2 separate regions of the Mus musculus genome follow, and region 2 is linked to region 1. A link is a contact called in public HiChIP or PLAC-seq data. All regions are on one chromosome and are shown on one strand. The core of a region is the stretch at or near the end of the contact, and the rest is flanking DNA. Distances in the headings are between cores, read along the strand shown. Region 1 holds the start of Gnai2 (guanine nucleotide binding protein (G protein), alpha inhibiting 2). Region 2 holds the start of Hemk1 (HemK methyltransferase family member 1).

The links. HiChIP or PLAC-seq counts read pairs in DNA pulled down with a chosen protein or histone mark.
Region 2: an H3K4me3 HiChIP or PLAC-seq map of embryonic stem cells shows a contact between it and region 1, with 12 read pairs. The contact joins the promoter of Hemk1 here to the promoter of Gnai2 in region 1. A contact is called at or near these places in 6 of 115 datasets of contacts at active chromatin or transcription factors (embryonic stem cells, neural tube, pro-B cells and 1 more).

The regions. Positions count from the first base shown.
Region 1 is chr9:107,633,259-107,637,821 of GRCm38.p6, forward strand. It overlaps Gnai2 (guanine nucleotide binding protein (G protein), alpha inhibiting 2), which reads right to left and starts at 2,085. Exons shown (of 9, transcript NM_008138.5): 1 at 1,842-2,085. The coding sequence starts at 1,959.
Region 2 is chr9:107,335,986-107,340,548 of GRCm38.p6, forward strand. Hemk1 (HemK methyltransferase family member 1) reads right to left here and starts at 2,365. Exons shown (of 11, transcript NM_133984.2): 1 at 2,296-2,365; 2 at 1,016-1,393; 3 at 587-678; 4 at 194-287. The coding sequence starts at 1,246.

The sequences.
Region 1 (4,563 bases), core at 835-3,334:
CCAATAAACCTGGGAGGGGTTGGTAAGGGGCTCCGGGCTGGGCACTGGGAGGTAGCGGTCCCGGAAGTGCCCTCCCTAGGCCCAGCAGCAACGGACATTCCGCCGCTGCCGCTGCCGCCGCCGCGTCGACACCCACTCACTGCTCGCCGCACTCGCAGCAGAGACAGGAAGAGGCAAGCGCCCAACGCAAAGCAGCCCAGGAGGCTGGGCCGCCGCCCCTTCCCGCCCCTTCTCTTCCTCCCCGCGGCAGCAGTGGAGCGGATGCCATTTTGAAACCTCCGGGGCTGTGCCCCCAGGCCGGGTCCGCCGGGACAGTCAACAGATGGATCCATAAAGACGTACATGTTTCTCGGCCACAGGCCTGGCCAAAAAATAAAAAATAAAAAAAGCCAGGCTTTTCACAGCATGCAGGCCCCCAAGGCGGCCCTGGGGCTGAGGGGCCACACCCCCCCACATACTATCCAGCCGATTACGCTGCTGCGCGGCTTCTGCTGCTGCTAGGGCCTTGCTCCCCACAATCCAGAGGAACTGGTCTTCTCAAGTCAGGCTTCCACAGGGAGCCACTCTGACGACCGGTGTGGGTCTGGACACAAGCATCAGGCCCACTGCCTCTGCCAAAGCCTAGCTGGGATGCTTGAGCGCACACGGGGCTACAGGCAGCAGACTCCTTACCAGCCCCTCATTCAGCTTGCCCACCACCCCCACATCACAGTATTCCTCTGGGGAACCAACAGGTCTACTCAGTATCCTAGGCCATATCCCTGGCGTTCCAGCCCCGAGTGTGAGAAGCCCAGCAGCCGTCAGCAGATCTCTCCAGGCCGGCACACAGGGGCAGCAATATGTCGGTTGGTTCACTACTTCCACTTCCCCCCCATCCCAGCAGCCACCATCTTCCTTGGCCTTGGAAGTGACAACAACCCTAACTCCTCCATGTTCCCTCCTATTGCCCAGACTCCCCTGGCCCTGGCCCAGACAAGCCTTGGATCCCAGGGAATGGAACTTCCCGCAAATGCTAGAGGCCTGGCCCCTGTTTCCCAGTGTGACTCTCAGAGTCAGACCAACCTCTTGCAAAGGGTCTGCCCAGCTCAGCCTAGGCCCACCCCAGCCCCTGGTGCCCCTCCTCCTATCAACAAGGCCCACCTGGGGCAGGAGGGCGCAGAAGCAAGGGAACGGCAGAGTGTGAGAAAAGCCTTAAAAGAGGGGCAGATGATTTGGGGGTTGATACCTGCAGAGAGAGGGAGGGAGAGAGACAGAGAGAGAGAGAGAGACACACACACACAGAGAGAAAGAGAGATCTGGTGACCTGGAACAGAGGCCCTGCGGGGAATCCTGCTACAGAGAACTTGAGAGTAGTCAGTTTCCCTCTTAAAGAGGTTCTTGAAGGGTCAGAGTGCAAAGAGGGAGAATACAGATCCCAGAGTAAGGAAAAGAGGGAGTGGGTCGAGGCTTGACCAGGGTCCCAAGGAATGCTCGTGCCAAGAGAAATAGAACAGGTGGGGCTTGAAGGTGGGAGCCGGCAGGGTGCTGAGGGTTTAAGAAAAGCCTGAGAAAGTGCGGAAATACACGGCAGGGTCTGAGTTCTCTTGAGACTGGATAACAAGGGGGGGGGGAGATAGTCATACAAGGTTTGGTGTGTGGGATCTGGGATGAGTTGAGGGTCTGAATGAAGTCTGGACTAGGATTATAAATCTAGACCAATCCAGAGTTTCGGATCTTAAAAGGGTGGCTCCTACTGGTTTCAAGCGCAGGTGTAGGGTGCAAGGCCAGGCTGAGCAGTTTCAGGTCCTTGTCTGGGGATTAGCGTAGAGAGTCAAGGGTCCCAGAACGGGGCGCTGCCTCACCTAACAGAAGCAACTTCACCTCCCGCGCCGCCTTCTCGCCGTCCTCCCGCAGGTTCTTGTCGATCATTTTAGAGCGCTCGGCTGCCGCCTTGTCCTCGGCGCTCACGGTGCAGCCCATCCTGCCGTCCGCCGGCCCGGCCTGGCCCCCACACGGCCCACGGCCCGGCTCGGCCCCGCCCGACCCACTCCGCTCCCACCGCCGGCCCTCTGCGGGAAGCTCTCAGGTCCGCAGTTCCGAGCGACTGCGGGAGGCGCCTTCCCGGCCGCCGCGCACCGACGGCGGGGCGGGCCAGGGGTGGGGCCCGGGCGAACCAAGCCCGCGACTGGGCCGGGGCGGGTCTGGAGGAGGGGCCGAAGGAAATTTAGGGATGGTGATTGGTTGGAGGGCGGAGCCAAGGGAGAAGTTAGGCTCAGTCCAGCCTTAGGCGCAAGCTGAGAGCGGGGCCGCAACGAGGGAAGACACCAAGGGTAGAGCTAACACAGGCTTAGGCCTCTGGGCGGGCTGCAGGAGGAGCTAGTCTCCGATTGGATGCTGAGAGCCTGAGGCTCTGTTTCTGGACTGTAGGACTAGTTGATCTAGTAGCCCAAGGGTCAGGACTACCTGCCCTCGCCACAGGCCAAATAGAAACCAGGACTCTGAGCATTTGTGAATTATGAGAGTAAGATGGAGGAGGTGTGTCTTCTTCACTTGCTAAAACTGAGCCTATAAACTTATTTGGAGATCTACTAAACTCTGCGGAGGGTCACATGATCTCTTTCTGGACCTCGATTTTCTTTAAAGCAGCGCCCCCTCCTCTTCTGTGTAGGTTGCACCACATTAAAAACAAAAAGAGTTCACTGCCGCCTTTACACCTTTGAGTGGACTATCTTCTGTCATCTAAACGTCGTCCTTTTGCCTGATAGGTTGGGAACCTTTCTCCTGCAGGCAGCAATCCGGGGCTTCAACCAGAGACCAATGAGACTGGACTCTAGGAGAGATAGACAAGAGAGAGTTGTCATTGGACTTAAGGAAACAAACGTTGCCATGATCCTATAATCTGTTCCTTCCATCCTCTGTCAGCTTCTAGAGGCTTCTTCAGTTCCATGTCTCTTCTGGGTAGTGGCTGTGATCCTGTGGCTGTGCAAAGGTGGAAGTGGAGCTATTTCCAATCTTTGTGATCTGCTTTTTAAGAGGGGCCTATGACCCACCAACTTTGATTGGACGATTGAAGTGTGCAAGGTGTTCTGAGTGGCCCCAGACTAAAGCCAGAGAAGGACACTGCCATTAAGAGTTGGTCACAGGGCTGGAGAGATGACTCAGCGGTTAAGAGTGCCGACTGCTCTTCTGGAGATCCTGAGTTCAAATCCCAGTACCCACATGGTGGCTCACAACCATCCTTAATGAGATCTGACACCTTCTTCTGGTGTGTCTGAAGACAGCTACAGTGTACTTACATGTAATAATAAATAAATGGGGGGCGGGAGGGATGGCTCAGCGGTTAAGAGCATTGACTGCTCTTCCGCAGGTCCCGAGTTCAAATCCCAGCAACCACATGGTGGCTCACAACCATCTATAATGAGATCTGAGACCCTCTTCTGGGGTGTCTGAAGACAGCTACAGTGTACTTACATATAATAATAAATAAATGTTTAAAAAAAAAAGAGTTGGACACAGCCTCCTGTGAGAACAGCACTACCTGGACAAAGCGCGTGTTCCAGCTTCTACCCTCCAACTTGCTGGCTTGCTCTGGAGTGTCCGTGTGTCTCAATCATCAGAATGTCTTCCCTGTGGAGGTGTCATTAGCCTGTAATCATCCAGTGGTTCCCTCGGGGAACCTACCTGAAGCCTAAGCGGGCCCTGCCCTAGGCATGCAAGAAATAGGATAAGAACACATACTGCTACCTGTGGACAGTGCTGTTCTCTATCTATCTATCTATCTATCTATCTATCTATCTATCTATCTATCTATCTATCTATCTATCCACTTGTAGGACTTACCTCCAACGTGACAGATTCACAGAACACACCATGGACATGAGCACACACAGCCGAGCACAGTCTACTACACGCTGAAGACAGACAGATCCCTCTTCCAGCCAGCCCCTTCCCCCTCGGCCCAGCCCTGTGCTTTAGAGCTTTGCTCCTCTGGCCTCCCTAGTCTGCTCCTAGCAACAGCCAACAGCTCTCTCAGTTGCCAGGCAACGAGCGAACCTGTCAGCCCCTTGGAGGCCCCACTCTAGGGAGGTGGGCAGCATCCAGACCCCAGTCAATGGAGGAAGAGCAAGAATGCATTGCCTTCCCCAGGCCTGAGCTAGATCCTGTAGCCCTTGCTCCCTTCCTCGCAGCCAGCCCTGCCTTCCCAGTTCCATATTCTTCCTAGGGAGTCTGGCAACTCCGACTTCCAAGGCTTTGGCTGCTCTTTCTTTTTCATTTCCATGTGAGTCCCCAGGGATATGGCAAGGCCTCTGTCACTCCAGTCACCCTCAGTTCCCTCCATTCTACCCTCAGTTCCCGTCCATTCTGAACTACTCGCATGGTTATCTCCTCTGATTTCTTCCTGTCTGTTAGCCTCTCCCAGATACCTCAGACTCCCTCAAATCCATGGTGCCCAGAACTGAGTCTATCCTGCCCTACTGGTACCCATTCCTGGGCAGTCACTTCATGGTCCTTCCCACTAGCCAGAGCTAGCACTTCACACCCACCAAATATGCCACTGTTAGGATGACTGAGAGAAAGCGTGTC
Region 2 (4,563 bases), core at 1,115-3,614, 300 kb before region 1:
TAAAGAGAGTCAAAGGGAGGGGGCAAGAAGGATCCTCAATCATGGCTCAGTCAACCTAGCCAGCAAGACTTATGTGTGAAAGGTGCTGTGAATGGCAGCCATGGGGCCCGAGCGCCCCCTGGAGGAAGTCTGGAGCAAGACGGGTGCCTTGAACCTTTTTCTCATCTTCATCCTGTCTTAGTGAGATACTCACTTCTGTCTCTGGCCGAGGGATGAACACTGGGGGTACCATCTTCAGACTGAGCCCCTGAAAGTCCCACTCCCCAAGGATATACTGCACCGGCATCCTGCAGGAGGAGTATCCAGGGAGTCATCAGGACCAGGACCAGGATGAATAAGGCCAGAGCTCAACTGAGGACTAATGTAGCTAAGGCTATTCAGCAGGGTCCTGACTGCAGTACCCTAGGACAAACAGACTAGCCTTTCCCTTCTTTCAATTTACAACACCAGTCCCTCTCCTCCTACCTCCTTACCCCAACAGATCCCTCTCGACCTCAGACACTTTACTCCTCCCTGGCCATAATTTGGTGGAACCGGTGAAAGATGGATCTCTGTAGAGTCCTCGGATCGGTCCATGGGTGCTTACCTCTGTAATCTACGGCCACATAGCTCCTGGATGCATTCCAATTGTTGAGGGGTCAGTGGCTTGGTCCAAAGTGCTGGTTTCAGGCTCTGAAACTGTTCCCATGGAGAATGTGAGTGGCTGGCTCCCTTGGTCTAGGGACACACACCCAGGTTTGTGTGGACAATGTCTGTCAACTCAACACTAGCCACTTAATCATCCCGGAACACACAGTACCTGGAACACACTGCAGTAGTTTGTTGGATGAATGAATACATGTCTGCCTGAAACATTTGTTCAGCAAAATCCCACCCGACTCAATTAAGCAGCCCGATTGAGGCAAAAATTAAAACCAAACAAAATAAAAACAAATAAAACAACCCCCCTTTCACTATCTATTCCCCAGAGAGTTCCCTCCTCCCTCTCCCTGTCCTCCCTAACATTACACTTAACTGTTTTGGCTCCGAGGACATGAGCCACGATGTACTCACTGGATTCCCGGGCCTCTGGGATACCTCTTTCCTCAAAGACCCGTGTCCAGTGATTAACCATCCCTGTGGCACTCAACGGCCCAGTCAGGGATGAATAAGTCTTCCATGAGTTGAAGGCCCAGCCCTGGAGGACTCCCCTCCTTCCTCGGGGAACAGATAGAAGGGTCCAAAGTATTTGTCCCCAGAGCTTCATTCTTGGAGAAAGGCTTCCAAGTGCCTGAGTCTCTCTTGTGCTATCTGCACTGAGGTAGGGGCTCAGGGTGATCCCTGGGCTGGGCTGGGTGAAGAATCAGTCATGGGTTCCAGTTCTCTGTTTTGTTTCTCAGATGTTTCTGCTACCCTAAAGAAGGATGTGGAAAAAGACTCAAAATGTGCCAGGAAAGGGTGTGCTTTTTAGTCTGTCGCCTCCTGGACTATATTCATATCCCCAGCCAGCTATCTGACTCCTTCTTGTCTTGGCCAGTAACGTTTTGTTATTTTTAGCATAGGTAGGTTGAACTGGCAGGGCTCTGTCCTGTTAAGAGTCAAGGTGTAGGTTTGGGAGTAGGTTAGACCTATGTCAGACCCCAGTGTGAGTGAGTGCAGTTGAGCCGTTGTTTCTGACTTCCAGTTTGCTCCTAATGTGGGAGAAATAAATAACACTAGCTTTCTGGAGAGTGGTGCCTTGACCAACGACTATCAGGGGCCTGGAAGACCCTTGGGACTCACTAACAGATGGCAGGAGACTGCCGTGCTTGGGAGCTTGGCTTGTGACATTCCTTATTGTTTAGAAGCTGAAACGTTGCCTCTATTTTAACCCATAATGAACAATGTTACGCTTAAGTTAGCATAAACAAGTTATCTGAAAACATAAAATCTGTGGTCCCCTCTACTTCCAAACTAAGTAAGGTCCAAACTAAGATTTGCGAGAACCTGCTAACTGCCACATCCTCTCAGACAGGGCTCCAGAAGAGGAAAGCAACTTGCCCACGGTAACTCAGGTATAAAATACCCCGGGCAGAACACAAATCCGGTTCTGCTAGATTCCTGACGCAACTGGGTCCACCAGTACCCAGCTACGGAAGGAACCAAATCTCCAAGCCTCGACACAGCGTCCATCCCAGATCCGCAAACACATTATCAACGATATAAGCGCGCCCTCTCTCCACCCCTGAAAGCGAGGGAGAGGGCCATCCCTGTCTCAAAATCAACGTTGCGGCCATGCATTTCCCATCCGGATCTCCTGCTCTGGTGCATACCTACCAGAGGGCATGCACGCTCGCCCGGCCCACACACAAGTACCAGAAAATTGACCCAGGGTTAGCGCCCCCCCACCCCACCCCGGATGTGCGTAACCTGTAGTGCACTCCCTCGGCGCCTTGCTTCCGCCTCGGTGCTGTTGAGAAAGGGCTCCGGTGAACCGCGTCTCCTTGGTCTAGGGTTCCTAAAGTGGCCGGATTTTCCTTTGAAGACTGTGGGATGCTGAGGAGGCTCAACTGGCCAGCATCTGCAGCCCCCCTAAGGGGAAGTACAGGAATGTGAGAGATGCTCTGCTGGGTCCCAGACCCACTAGTCTTCCTTAAGGTCTCAACAGAGATATGGCTCCAGCCTGCGGTGATTGCTTGAAGCAAACGTTTACATATCCAGCTGGGGCGGAGTGTGGGCAAAAAACAAACCGCGAGGGTGTCACCCACGTGTGCTGGGCTTGAGAGCCAGATTTTGGGGGGCGGGAGGTGGGTGCGTTGTTCTAACTGCTTGTAAGATAGGTCTAGCAGCGTGTGACTGGGTTTCAGTGTTTGGGGGCAGTCTCTGTTTTCGGAAAGGGACCCAGTTTCTAAGGACCCTCCTGACCTCACACGCACATAGAATTTGGAGCAGATAGCAAAACAGCGAATACTGGAAAACTGGATTTACATCCTGATTCTGTTGGCAGCTCGTTGTTTAACTTTGTTTAAATGCCCAGACCTTCTAGGCTTTAGTTGTATCTTTTGTAATATTCATAGCAAGACCTGGTTGTGCAGGCACGTAATCACAGCTTCTGGAGAAGCTGACGCAGGAGGACCATACATTCAAAGCCATCCTGAGTAATTTAGTAAAAATCTGTCTCAAAATTTAAAAGGTGGGACGGGACCTTGAAGAGATGGCTCAGCGGTTAGGAACACATACTGCTCTTGCAGAGAACTGGGTTTCAATTCCAAGCACCCATGTACACATACCCATCCAAACATACATACTTATAATTTTAAGAAATAACATAAAATATTCAAAAATAAATAGTTCACGGGGTAGCTCAATTGATGTGCTCACCTAACAGTCACACAACTCTGGGTTTGATGCCCACAAATGGGGTTTGGTAATACTTATAAATCCTAGTTTTCAGCAGGTGGAGGCAGGGAAACCAGAAACTCATCTTTTAAGGCCAGACTGGGCTACATGAAATCCTGCTTCAAAAAAGTAAAAAATAAAATACTTGAGTAAAAAGGGAGAGGGGCTGGGAGTTGGGTGTACTGGTGCACACCTATAAGTCCCAGTACAAGGGGGTCTGGAGAAATGCCTCAGTGGTTAAGAGCACTGGCTGCTTTTCCAAAGGACCCAGGTTCAATTTTGAGCACCTACAAGGAGGCTAACAGCAGTCTGTAACTCCAGTACCAGAGGATCCAATGCCCTCTTCTGGCTTCCTTGAACACCAGACACATATGTAGTGTACAGATACGTGTGCAGACAAAACATCCTCACACATGAAACTAATTAATTAAAAATTAAAACCCAAGCACCCAGGAGGTGGAGGATTGCCTTGGTTCAAGACTAACCTGGGCAACATAATAAGTATCGGGCCATCCTGGGTTACACACAGTCTGTTTAGGGGATGGGGTGAGGGTAGTTTTAAATGGTTGGGGATACAGCTCTTGGGTATAGGAAATCGGTACTTCTGTCCTGAGATGAATTTTGCTGTGGATGAAAACTATTATGAGAGGAATAGGTGGGCTATCACACAGATAATTCCATCTCAACATCTCTGGACTGAAGTCTCCAGGAGTCACTTACCAAAAACCGCCCTTGTTCCAAAACACCAGAGTTCCTATATAGGCAGGAAACTGAGACAAAAGAAGAGAAGCAGTTTGCTGTTCAAGGTCATAAATTCAATAGAAGATCAAACTGAATTCATTTTAGGTTTCAAATATTCCAGGTCTGGTGGTGCTCTCACCAAATCTCTGTACCTATGATTTTTGCGGCTTACAAGTCTGCCCCAGTGCGGGTGGAGGTGTCCAGGAGTCAGAATTCTGACCCAGAAAGGACCTGGCTACCTACGGTCCTCTGCCTAACTTCCGGCAGGCCATCAGGGTCAGAGGTATTCTCAGAGAGAATCTCTTTTAGCTGTCCGGTTTCAGGTCCAAGCTCCCGCTGGGAGCAGAGCTATATCTGAGCGACAGGCGAGTGAGCCAATGCTGATCGAGCTTTAGGCGAAGCAGCCAATCAGGGTCCGGAGGCGCTGGGGGGGGCAGGAGGCAAGGCACTCCGGCTCCTGGGGAT